Regions from separate parts of the Oryctolagus cuniculus genome. Here region 1 is linked to region 2. The links are chromatin contacts, called in public Micro-C maps. All regions are on one chromosome and are shown on one strand. Each heading gives the region's core, a stretch centred on a gene start, on an enhancer-like site or on the middle of the called end of the contact. The rest is flanking DNA. Distances are from core to core; before and after follow the strand shown.

Evidence for each region. A called contact is a pair of places that touch in the nucleus more often than the background predicts.
Region 1: a Micro-C map of ear pinna shows a contact between it and region 2, with 5 times the contacts expected there. The contact joins the promoter of ATF7IP here to the enhancer-like site in region 2. A contact is called at or near these places in 4 of 6 Hi-C or Micro-C datasets (ear pinna, psoas muscle, skin fibroblasts and 1 more).

What each region holds. Positions count from the first base shown.
Region 1 is chr9:112,185,198-112,189,879 of mOryCun1.1, forward strand. It overlaps ATF7IP (activating transcription factor 7 interacting protein), which reads left to right and starts at 1,725. Exons shown (of 15, transcript XM_070049418.1): 1 at 1,725-2,001.
Region 2 is chr9:112,112,893-112,117,895 of mOryCun1.1, forward strand. No RefSeq gene overlaps it. Among named protein-coding and RNA genes, the nearest start is that of ATF7IP, 72 kb to the right of the region's middle. Within about 2 kb of position 1,594, at least 8 of the 8 cell types and tissues checked have an H3K27ac peak or open chromatin away from gene starts, as enhancers often do. A contact at or near this core is called in ear pinna, where this site is marked.

The sequences.
Region 1 (4,682 bases), core at 475-2,974, 72 kb after region 2:
CTTTCAGGTCTCCCATGTGGGTGCAGGGGCCCAAAGACTTGGGCCATCTTCCACTGCTTTCCCAGGTATATTAGCAGGGAGCTGGATTGGAACTGGTGCAGCTGGGACTTGAATCGGTTCCCACATGGGTTGCTCGCACTGCTGGCCCCTAATTTGGGATCTTATATCTGCAAAGTTCATCCACCTTTGCTATGTTCTTTTGGCTACAGCAAATCACAGATTCTTGCCACATTCACAGGCATAGTATGAACACTAGGAGAATCATGGGCATCATTTTAGAATTTTGACTACCACTACCACATGTCCTTTTTTTTTTTTTTAAATTTATTTGACAGGTAGAGTTATAAACAGTGAGAGAGAGAGAGATACAGAGAGAAAGGTCTTCCTTCCATTGGTTCACTCCCCAAATAGCCGCTACGGCCGGAGCTGCGCTGATCTGAAGGCAGGAGCCACGTGCTTCTTCCTGGTCTCCCATGTGGGTGCAGGGGCCCAAGCACTTGGGCCATCCTCCACTGCCCTCCCAGGCCACAACACAGAGCTGGACTGGAACCCAGCTGGCAGGCAGAGGATTAACCAAGTGAGCCACAGCACCGTTCCCCACATATCCTATTCTTAAGAGTTGTTTTTGCTGGATTATTCCAGGTTTATCTGTTTAACACCTTGGTAAGCTTCTCTGCAAATTGGAGGATAATAAAAACTATCAGGTTGTGGTTGATTCATCTTCTTTCTTTTGAAAGAGAAGTGTAGATAGAAACTGTTCAAGTTGAGCTGTATCAGTACTACTACTACTACTACTACTACTACTCCTCTACTACTACAAGTATTTTTACTACCCTGAAGCCTTTTTTTTTTTTAGAGAAATACTGACTTTTTAAAAAAGATTTATTTATTTACTTTAAAGTCAGAGTTACACACAGACAGAAGGAGAGGCAGAGAGAGAGAGAAAGAGAGAGGTCTTCCATCTGCTGGTTCACTCCCCAGATGGCCACAACAGCTGGAGCTGCGCCATTCCGAAGCTAGGAACCAGGAGCTTCTTCTGGGTCTCCCACATGGGTGCAGGGGCCCAAGGACTTGGGCCAAATTCTATTGCTTTCCCAGGCCATAGCAGAGAGCTGGATCAGAAGTGGAGCAGCCAGGACTTGAAACAATAATCAACCTTTCGAGCTAGTATTTTTCAGGCTTTTCTTGCTTTGCAAGACATAAAGATATTTACTCTATCCCTTAGCCTTCTCAATCGAAGTGAACTACAGTTATCAAAAACTGAGTAACACACTCATTCCAGGGAGCGAACTGTAGAAGCAATGGGGTGGCCTCCACGTCCTCCCGGGGATCGTCTTTTAGGGGCTGACTCCCAACACCAAATTGTGCGGGATGGATAAACTTCCGGGGTGGCAGTGTAAGTGCTTCCGCCGTCACAGAGCAACGGAAGCGTGCTCTCTCCCTTCGCTGAGGACTAACACACTTCCAGTACCTTCTGTCAACTTCAAAAACAAACGACGACTAAATCAGCACATCGCAGCCTTTTTGAAGCTGCTGCGCTCAGTTCTTTGGCTCCCTGAGCAAACTTCCTCCCTTCTTTGCCGAGGCTCATAGGGGGCGCTCGCAAAGTGCTACTCACGGATTGAGGAAGCGCTACTCAGAGGCGCTCACCTCGCAGCGCAACAGAACGGCGCAGCGCCACCACCTCAGACTTCGTTCCCTTTTCCGCGGCAGGAGGCGGGGCCAAAGTCCTTCATTCAAATAAAAAACCAGGATATTTGCATGGGGAAATGGAGAGTCCGTGCGCTTATTGGCGGAAAGCACAGTGGGCGTGGTTCTTAGTAGGATCACGGAGCCCCGCCTACAATAATTTGCATAACGGCCCCGGCGCGTGCAAGGGAGAAGCGGGTTTGTTTTTGAATCTGCGGAGGCGGCGGCAGTGGCGGCGGCAGTGGCGGCGGCAGCGCGGCGACTGGAGCGCGCGAGACAGGCGGCAGCGTTGGGGACGGCTGCGCGGGACGGGTCTGTAGGAAGGAACTTGGTTCCCCCTCCCTCAGCTCCTGCCCCGAAAGGTATAGGTGATTCCCAGGGGCTGTTCTAACCACATTTTCTGAAATTACTATTGTATTTCGGAAGAGCCAAGACCGCAGTATGGCGGCTGCGGGCGTTGCGTGTGCGCCTGCGCGGCTGCGGAGCTGCGGGCGGCGCTGCATGGGAGCACGTGATCTGGCGGGGTCGGGCTCTAGCTGCAGTTGTGCAGCTGCCGGGGCGGTGGCTGCGCAAGCGCAATATTCATTTTCGAGATCTAATGTTCTTGTTGGGCGCCATTTGGGTTCTAGATTTAATTTTCCTCACTCTTGAGGGGTTACGTTTTGTTCGTCTCAAATTCCCACATCTTTCTAGAAAAAACGTTCCTCTGATGATGTGCTTCGGTACCCACCTCAGACTTCTCTGTTTCTCCGATTCTTTGAGAAGCTGGGGAGTTAATTTTCTATAAAAATAGCTGTCACTTGTGGTTCTCGATTATGGCTGTACTTTTAGGGTCTGGCTGGATTCAGGTTTCTGTTCAGGGAGAGGAAGAGGAGCACTTTATGGAGTTCGGAGGGGAAGTGCATTTCTTTGAAATGCAAATTTGCAAATATATTTTCAACCCGGTTTTTACCAGTTCTATTATGAGTGTGGGGAATGTTTACAAAATAGAAACTGTTAGTTCTGGTCATATGTAGGGGAGGGGGAGGGGAAGAATATACTATGTAGTTTAAAGTGAAATCTCAATCTTTTTGGTTATTTTTTGAAAAAAATTTTGAAGTTAGTATTTTTAATCAATTGATATGCTGCTGAGCATGTGAGTTTTACATGTTTCGGTCCCTTTGATCATTTGTTCATTACTGCTTTAGTTATTATTATTCTTTAAATCAACACATTTTCTTAGAATTTTTGTTTGCGATATGTGAGAAATAACACTTTGTAACTTTTTCTGATGAAGAATTCTGCAGAGAACTCCCAGTTATGCTGACTGAGGCCTTTAATGAGGAAATAAAGTGAGCCATCAATAGTAATGCTGTTAATTTTTTTAACATTATACTCATACATGTGTAGAGCATAAAATTGTGATTTTTAGAAATGTGAAGTGTGCTGAAGGTTTTAGTTTCTTAAGGTAATTTTAAGTATGCTACTGATTAGTTAAAAATGACAGTGTCACTATATTTAAATCTTACATAACACATCTGGGAGATGTTATGTAAGGTTTGATATGATTCTACCATTGTGCAGATTATTTCTTACTAGGCTAAAAACTTGTAACTGGTGTCATAAACTTTATGGTTCTTTTATATAAGAGTTGGTTTCTTGATTGGTTATTTAACTCTTAAGTTTGAGTCCGTCTATTGTCAAATGAAGAAAAGGCTATTGCTTTATAATCTTGGCTAGTTTGGGGACATTTTTATTACCTAAAACAGATACCGTTAAAGTGGTAACTAGATGGAACTGAAAAGAACACTTTGGTTGGTGGATTTTTAAATGACGTCACATGAGATAGAATGGAGTGATAGGAAAAATTATTTTTTTCCTCAACAGAATTTTAGTTTGTTCTGAGGTAATTCCTGGCCCTTTGAGATCTATGCAGAAATGTGTGTAATCTTGTCCCTTGTAGACTTCTGGGGTAGCTACCCAGTACTCTTCTCCTCCTTCCCCGCCCCCTTTGCAATTTCAGGTGACTTAAAATTGAAACTATGCTGTATCTTCTATGTCTGTGCACGTATATGATGTTTGTTTATTGTCACATAACATATGTAGGTTAAGAAAAGAACTTTGTCCTTAAGGTGTAGATACCCTTTCTACTTTCAGAAAAGTGAAACTTTGGTTTCTATATTTAGACTTATGTTTTTGTTTAATATATAGGTCAATATTGAAGGTCATAAGGGATACATGGAAACATTAAAGCTCATAATGTGCATTGTAAATATTATTGGTGGGAAAGATTTGTTGTCATGTTTGTTAAAAGGCACATGCACATGTAATTCTATAAATTTAACTAAGGTTAATGATTTTTCTGAACATCAACTCTTTAGGACTCTGTAAAGAGCAAGCATATTTTGAAATTTTAGTATGGTAGTTATACCACAAAATTTCGACACATATGCAGCATAAATAAATATTAAAACTAGGTTACTCCAGAAATGAATACTAAGCTTTTTAAATTTTAAGCATGAAAGTTAGTTAGCAAAAAACAAATTTTAATGATGAAGCTGTAAACGTTGTATTTTTTCTTTATGATTTGTGTGATAAATATATTTCAGTATTTTTAACTTATCAAAGATCATCTGGAAAATGTTGACAAATAATTAGCAACATTTAGAAATACATGTACTAAATGTTTTGGATGATTTTTCCATGGTTGATCAATCTGTAAGTGTTTATGGACTTAGTTATCAATTATCATTGGAATTGTAATTTCATGCCAGCATTTTAAACTTAATATTGTATATTATCAATATTTCTCTATTTATAATTCCCCATATTATGGTTTTTTAGTGATTACATTATACTATATTGTAAAAATATCCAAAATTATCAAATAATCTTTTCAAACAGTTTTTTTAAAGATTATTTATTTGAGAATCAAGAGTTACAGAGAGAGAGCAAGAAGAGAGAGAGAGATCTTCCATCTATTGGTTCACTCCCCCAAATGGACGCAACAGCCG
Region 2 (5,003 bases), core at 344-2,843:
TATATCTCATAAAAACAAACTCGATTGATGGAATCACTTTTCTCACATACATTTTGAAGTTTACCTTGGCCCAACCCTGTACTCGCATCTTTATCAGAGCCCTGACTCACTAGATAAAGCCAACCCCTCCCCTCTTGCATACAAAAATAGCTTTTCCAGATCTACTGTTGTAATTGGCTTCTTTCCAGGGCTTTATGCTTTACTGAAGCTAAACACTTAAATGAGCAATTTAACTCTAGCTTTTAACCTAGGAAAAATGACGTTTTTGTTTATGTGTTGAGATTTAAGGATGCATTTTAAATCATTAATTTACAATTAATCCCATGTAGCACCACAGATGTGAAACACCTGTGGTTTCTTTTCAGTCCTGGGCATATGAGTAAGACAAACAAACGCACACGAACCAAGGCATGGAGAACGATTCTTAACAAAATAGCATGGTCCAAGTACCTGCGCAGCCAGTTCAGGGCACAAAGGCCCTCCACTTCCTGCCACCTTGCCGCCTGCGGCCAGCAGGGGGAGACCGGGGAGTCGGCAAGCACACACACACACACCCACTCATGGAGCCACACCCAGATGATGGCTGCTTCTCTGCTCTCTGAATATTCAAAAACACACAAAAGAAAATGAGAAATTCTTGTCGAAAATGCTTACATTTTCTTTTGGAGGTAAAAGTCACGGAACAAAATTAACCACTTTCCAGTGTGCAATGCAGTAGCATGTAGTACAGTCACAGTGAGGCAACTGTCCACTCTAGCAAGAGCCGAAACCTCAGAAATGTTTAAGTTTCCTATCTGGAAGACTTACACGCTCACAGACCTCTGCTACTCTCCTGAATCCGTCACATTCCCAGTTCTGTCTCCCAGGCCTGCCCCGACCAGCATCTGAACCAGGGTTAAAATGACATGTTCCAAAACCAAAAACATCTCCAGTCTTTGGTTCCTCCTCTAGGAATTACGCAGTCGCAACACACAAAGTCACTATGGGCGACTGTTTAAAGATTCTATACCTAGCATGTCTGTCATTTCTCAACAAAGAAATTCATTAGTAAGCTCAAATAGACTGACAAAACGGGAGTGAACTACGAACTGCACCACGACCTTCCAGCCTTCGAAGGGAAATTTCAGAGGTATTTCCATCCAGAGTGAAAATTAACATTACTTCTGGGTTGGAAGGGCAGCCAAGATTTTAAGGGCACCACATCAATTGGTTAGACAACGACTTTTGAGAAAAACAAAACAGCTCATGAAATAAAAGCAGAAGGTTTACAATCTAAACCCACTTTAATTTCATCTATTTCATGGGGTCTTGGCCCAGGAAAGGGTAAAAAAAAAAAAAAATTGCCAAACTGGAGAGGCAGGGGGAGGGGAACTGCTGGTGGTGACTCTGGGAAAACAGGCGGGAGGGCAGGCAGGAGGCCGGATCCGCCCTAACAAAGAGGCAGAAGCTGTCTCAACAGCCTTCCAATCCAGTTCAGGGCGGTTTGAGCCAGTTTCTGAGCTGGATTGAGAACAACAGCCTCGGCGGAGACTTCACCAGGGTGACACAGAAAACCCAGCATGGACTTCCCGAAGAGACCTGGATTTGGCCTGCACTCGCTGGAGCCTAAAGCTGTTTCCTGCCGTGGCAAAGTCAGATGGAATATCAGGCCTGGAGCCGGGCCCGCGGCCGGCGACGGCAGCCGCGCTCGCAGCGCGCGGCGCCGGGGCGGCATCCAGCCCGCGTCTTCCGTCGCGCCGCTCCTGGCCGCGGCGGCCGAGGGAGACGGGGCCTCAGGGTGTCGGCTTTCCGAGCGGCGGGCTGCGGCCGTGGGGGAGGGGAGGGCCGGGTGTCCCGGGCGGCTGCAGCTGTGTGCGTGGGGGAGAGGCCGTGCGCGAGCGGCCGGCGCTTCACACCCTGCAGTTCACACCGCCTCGCACGTCACCTAGGTGTGGTGGGAGGGCCCTCCCCGCGGCCCGCACGCGTGTGTCTCCTCAGCGGCCCCCCGCCCCCGGCCTTGCCCGACACGACGTGACCTCCCTGCTGTCGACTCCCTGCTTTCGAGTGTGTGTGTGTGTGGCCAGAAACCCAGGCCAAGCCGCACACGCCTTCCCACCGAGAGCCGCTGCAGGGTGGGGGACGCTGAAGGGACGGGCCTGCTGTCCCCTCGCCCCCGGGACGTCCGGCCAGTCCCGCGCCGAAATGTCTCCTCCAGGGACGGCCTGGCAGCCGGTGGTCTGCAGCCGTCCAGGCTGCGCACATCCTGCGGCCAAGTGTGGCTCAGGGCCTCCCCGGACCAGTTGCATCCCTCCCTCTCTCCCCCCACCAAACGCACTCCCGAGGGCTTCCAGACAGGTCTGCCCAGGGGTGGGGTGGGAGTTCCCCCTCCCCAGGGATGTTTGGAGTCTGCAGAGGCGCCGCAGGAGAGCCCCGCACCCCGGGGCTTCGCTAATTGGGAAGGCGGCCTCTGGCGGGGGTGGGGGCTTCATTAGGGAATGGAAGAAGAGGCATACAGCCCCAGGGCTCCGTGTGCTCTAACCGGCGGGTCTGTAGGTGTCGGAACACACCCCCCGGGGATGGGGGAGGGGGAGAAGGGCCTCAGAACGCCATTATCTGGGTCTATTACTTTAATCAGATACGCGGATGGAGACCTGGAACTCGTTCTACTTTGCATTCCTTACGCGCGATAGTATAGGCACACTCGTAGTTGGCGAGTTTTGCTGGGTGCTTTATCACACAAACAACTTAGGAAGCACCGCTATGGTTTTTTCACTCGTGTTTCCAGTGGATCGGACCTGGCCCGCTACAGGGTGTGTGTGTGTGTGTGTGTGTGTGTGTGTGTGGACCTGGCCCTCTACAGGGTTTTGTGTGTGTGTGTGTGGACCTGGCCCGCTACAGGGTTTTGTGTGTGTGTGTGGACCTGGCCTGCTACAGTGGGTGTGTGGGTGTGTGTGTGTCTTGGTTTGTGTAGTCGGGGCACACGAGGACTCGGGGCTGCGCGCGCGACAGCCAGCAGGAGGGCCCCAGGGAGGGCTCCCCGCCCGCCGCAGCGCCGAGTGTTCGCTCTCGGAGTCGCCGAGGCACTACTGTCCCCATTTTAGAGATGAGGAAGGCAGAGGTGCGCCTCCGTACCGTGCCAGGACAGACAAGGGTTCGGGCGCGGAGCCGGCGGCTTCCCCCGGACGCCACGTTAGACCCCCGTCTTCTGGACCCTGCCAACCGTCGCCCACGGAATCGGTTCCGTGAAGGGAACGCGGGCCCTGCCTTCAACAGGCTTGCAGTCTAACGGTTGTTTTCCCAGGGTCCATCCGAGTCTGTCCGACGAGGGTTTTTGGTTGGTTGGTTTTTTTTTTTCTTTCCTGCCTCCGGGCCTCAGAGGCCATCCGGGTACTTGACGTGGGCGTTTCCCGGCCGTTTCCGCGCGGCGCGGGGCGGAGCCTCTGCCCGGGGGGCGGGACCTGGCCGCGGCCGGGCAGGCAGGGCGGTAGGGGCAGGGCGAGGCCGCCGCAGAGCCGTCGCCATGGCAACCTCGCCTGCCTCCCAGAGCCTTGTCTCACCGCGAGAACTCGAGAGCTTTTTCTGATCCCCGCGGCACAAAGCACAAAGGGGATCCTTTTTCGGTGGAGAAGGCCCGGGACAAAGGGGGACATTTGTTGTAGAGGGTCTGCTGCGTGTTCGGAATCAAGTCGGCAAAGCATGGTTTCTTAGTTCCTCTCCACTATTGACAGGAAATAAACCATGCAAGCTTCCCTTTTCTAAAAAAAAAATTTATACCGTTTTCAAGTGCATTTGTTATTTCTTTTGTCCCCATTTTACAGATGAGAGAGTAGTGACATGAATGGACTTGATCTCTGCAAAACGACGCTTGTATCTGAAACCCAGGGCGTCCTTACGGGAGGCTTTGTGAAGGCGGCCCTGCCTTTGCTCGTCCTGTGATAATCCATGTAGACGACAGGAAGCGGGGTCGTGTCCACGTGCTCCGGGCTGGGGAGCCACCAGTGTAGGCAGGACTCCGTCCGCCCGGGCCTCGCCCCTCCCCCTCTGCCGCAGCCGCAGCCGCAGGCTGGAGGAGGAGGTGGAGGAGGAATGCGGAAGACATGCCCGCCCCACCCCTGCCGGCCTCCACCCCTGCCCGGTCTGAGCTCTAGCAAATTGAGTCGAGGGAAGACGGTGGGCCCCCTCCCCCTCCGGACACTGCAGGCCTCCAGGATTACAAAGGATCCCCAGCTGTCGTGCAGCCTCTGCCTAGAAGGCTGGCCCCCGGCTGAGTGGAGCCGGGGTCGCTGTCCGGACGAAAGGCAGCGCGGGGCAGGGTGGTTGGCCTCCATTCGCAAGGCCCGGAGCTGCTGCAGAGGCGCCCTGTGTAGCAACAGACGACCTCCAACAAGTGCCCACGCTTAGAAGTAATGCCATGTGGAACCAGAAAGAGTAGGTGCTCAGCTACCTCGTGGTAATAAAAGCCCTTGGTCTGCGCTTCTGGGTGCCTCCGTGGAGCCCAATCGTAAAATCAGATCAACATAAAATTGGGAGTGGGCGTTTGGTGCAGTGCTTAAGCCGCTCCTTGGGTCCCTCAGCCCATATCCAGCTTCCTGCTAATGCACCCTGGGAAGCAGCAGGTGATGACCCAAGGACCCAGATTGCGTTGTGACCAGCTCCCCGGCATGAATCAGCAGATGGGAGATTGCTGCCTTTCAAATAAATAAATCAATGAACTGTTCCACACCTGGACATGCGTCCCTTTGTGCAGTGATGAAGTAGGGAGGAAAATGGAGGTGAGTATGTAGCACTAGGCGCCTTCCAAGTACTTTCACCACATTCCTAAGATCATCTGGTGACAGGAAATGTCATTTCCCCTCCCCCCAAGGAACAGAGTTGAGAATCTTTGTAAGGAATTCATTGGACACGTGGTTGGCTTTCAGTTGAGACCTACAGATGTTGTTCTTCCCACAATTATTTATATTTAGTCCCTGTTCCCTTACTCTGCTTTACAGAGTCAAAGCAATGGATCTGTACAGTGATTTTTA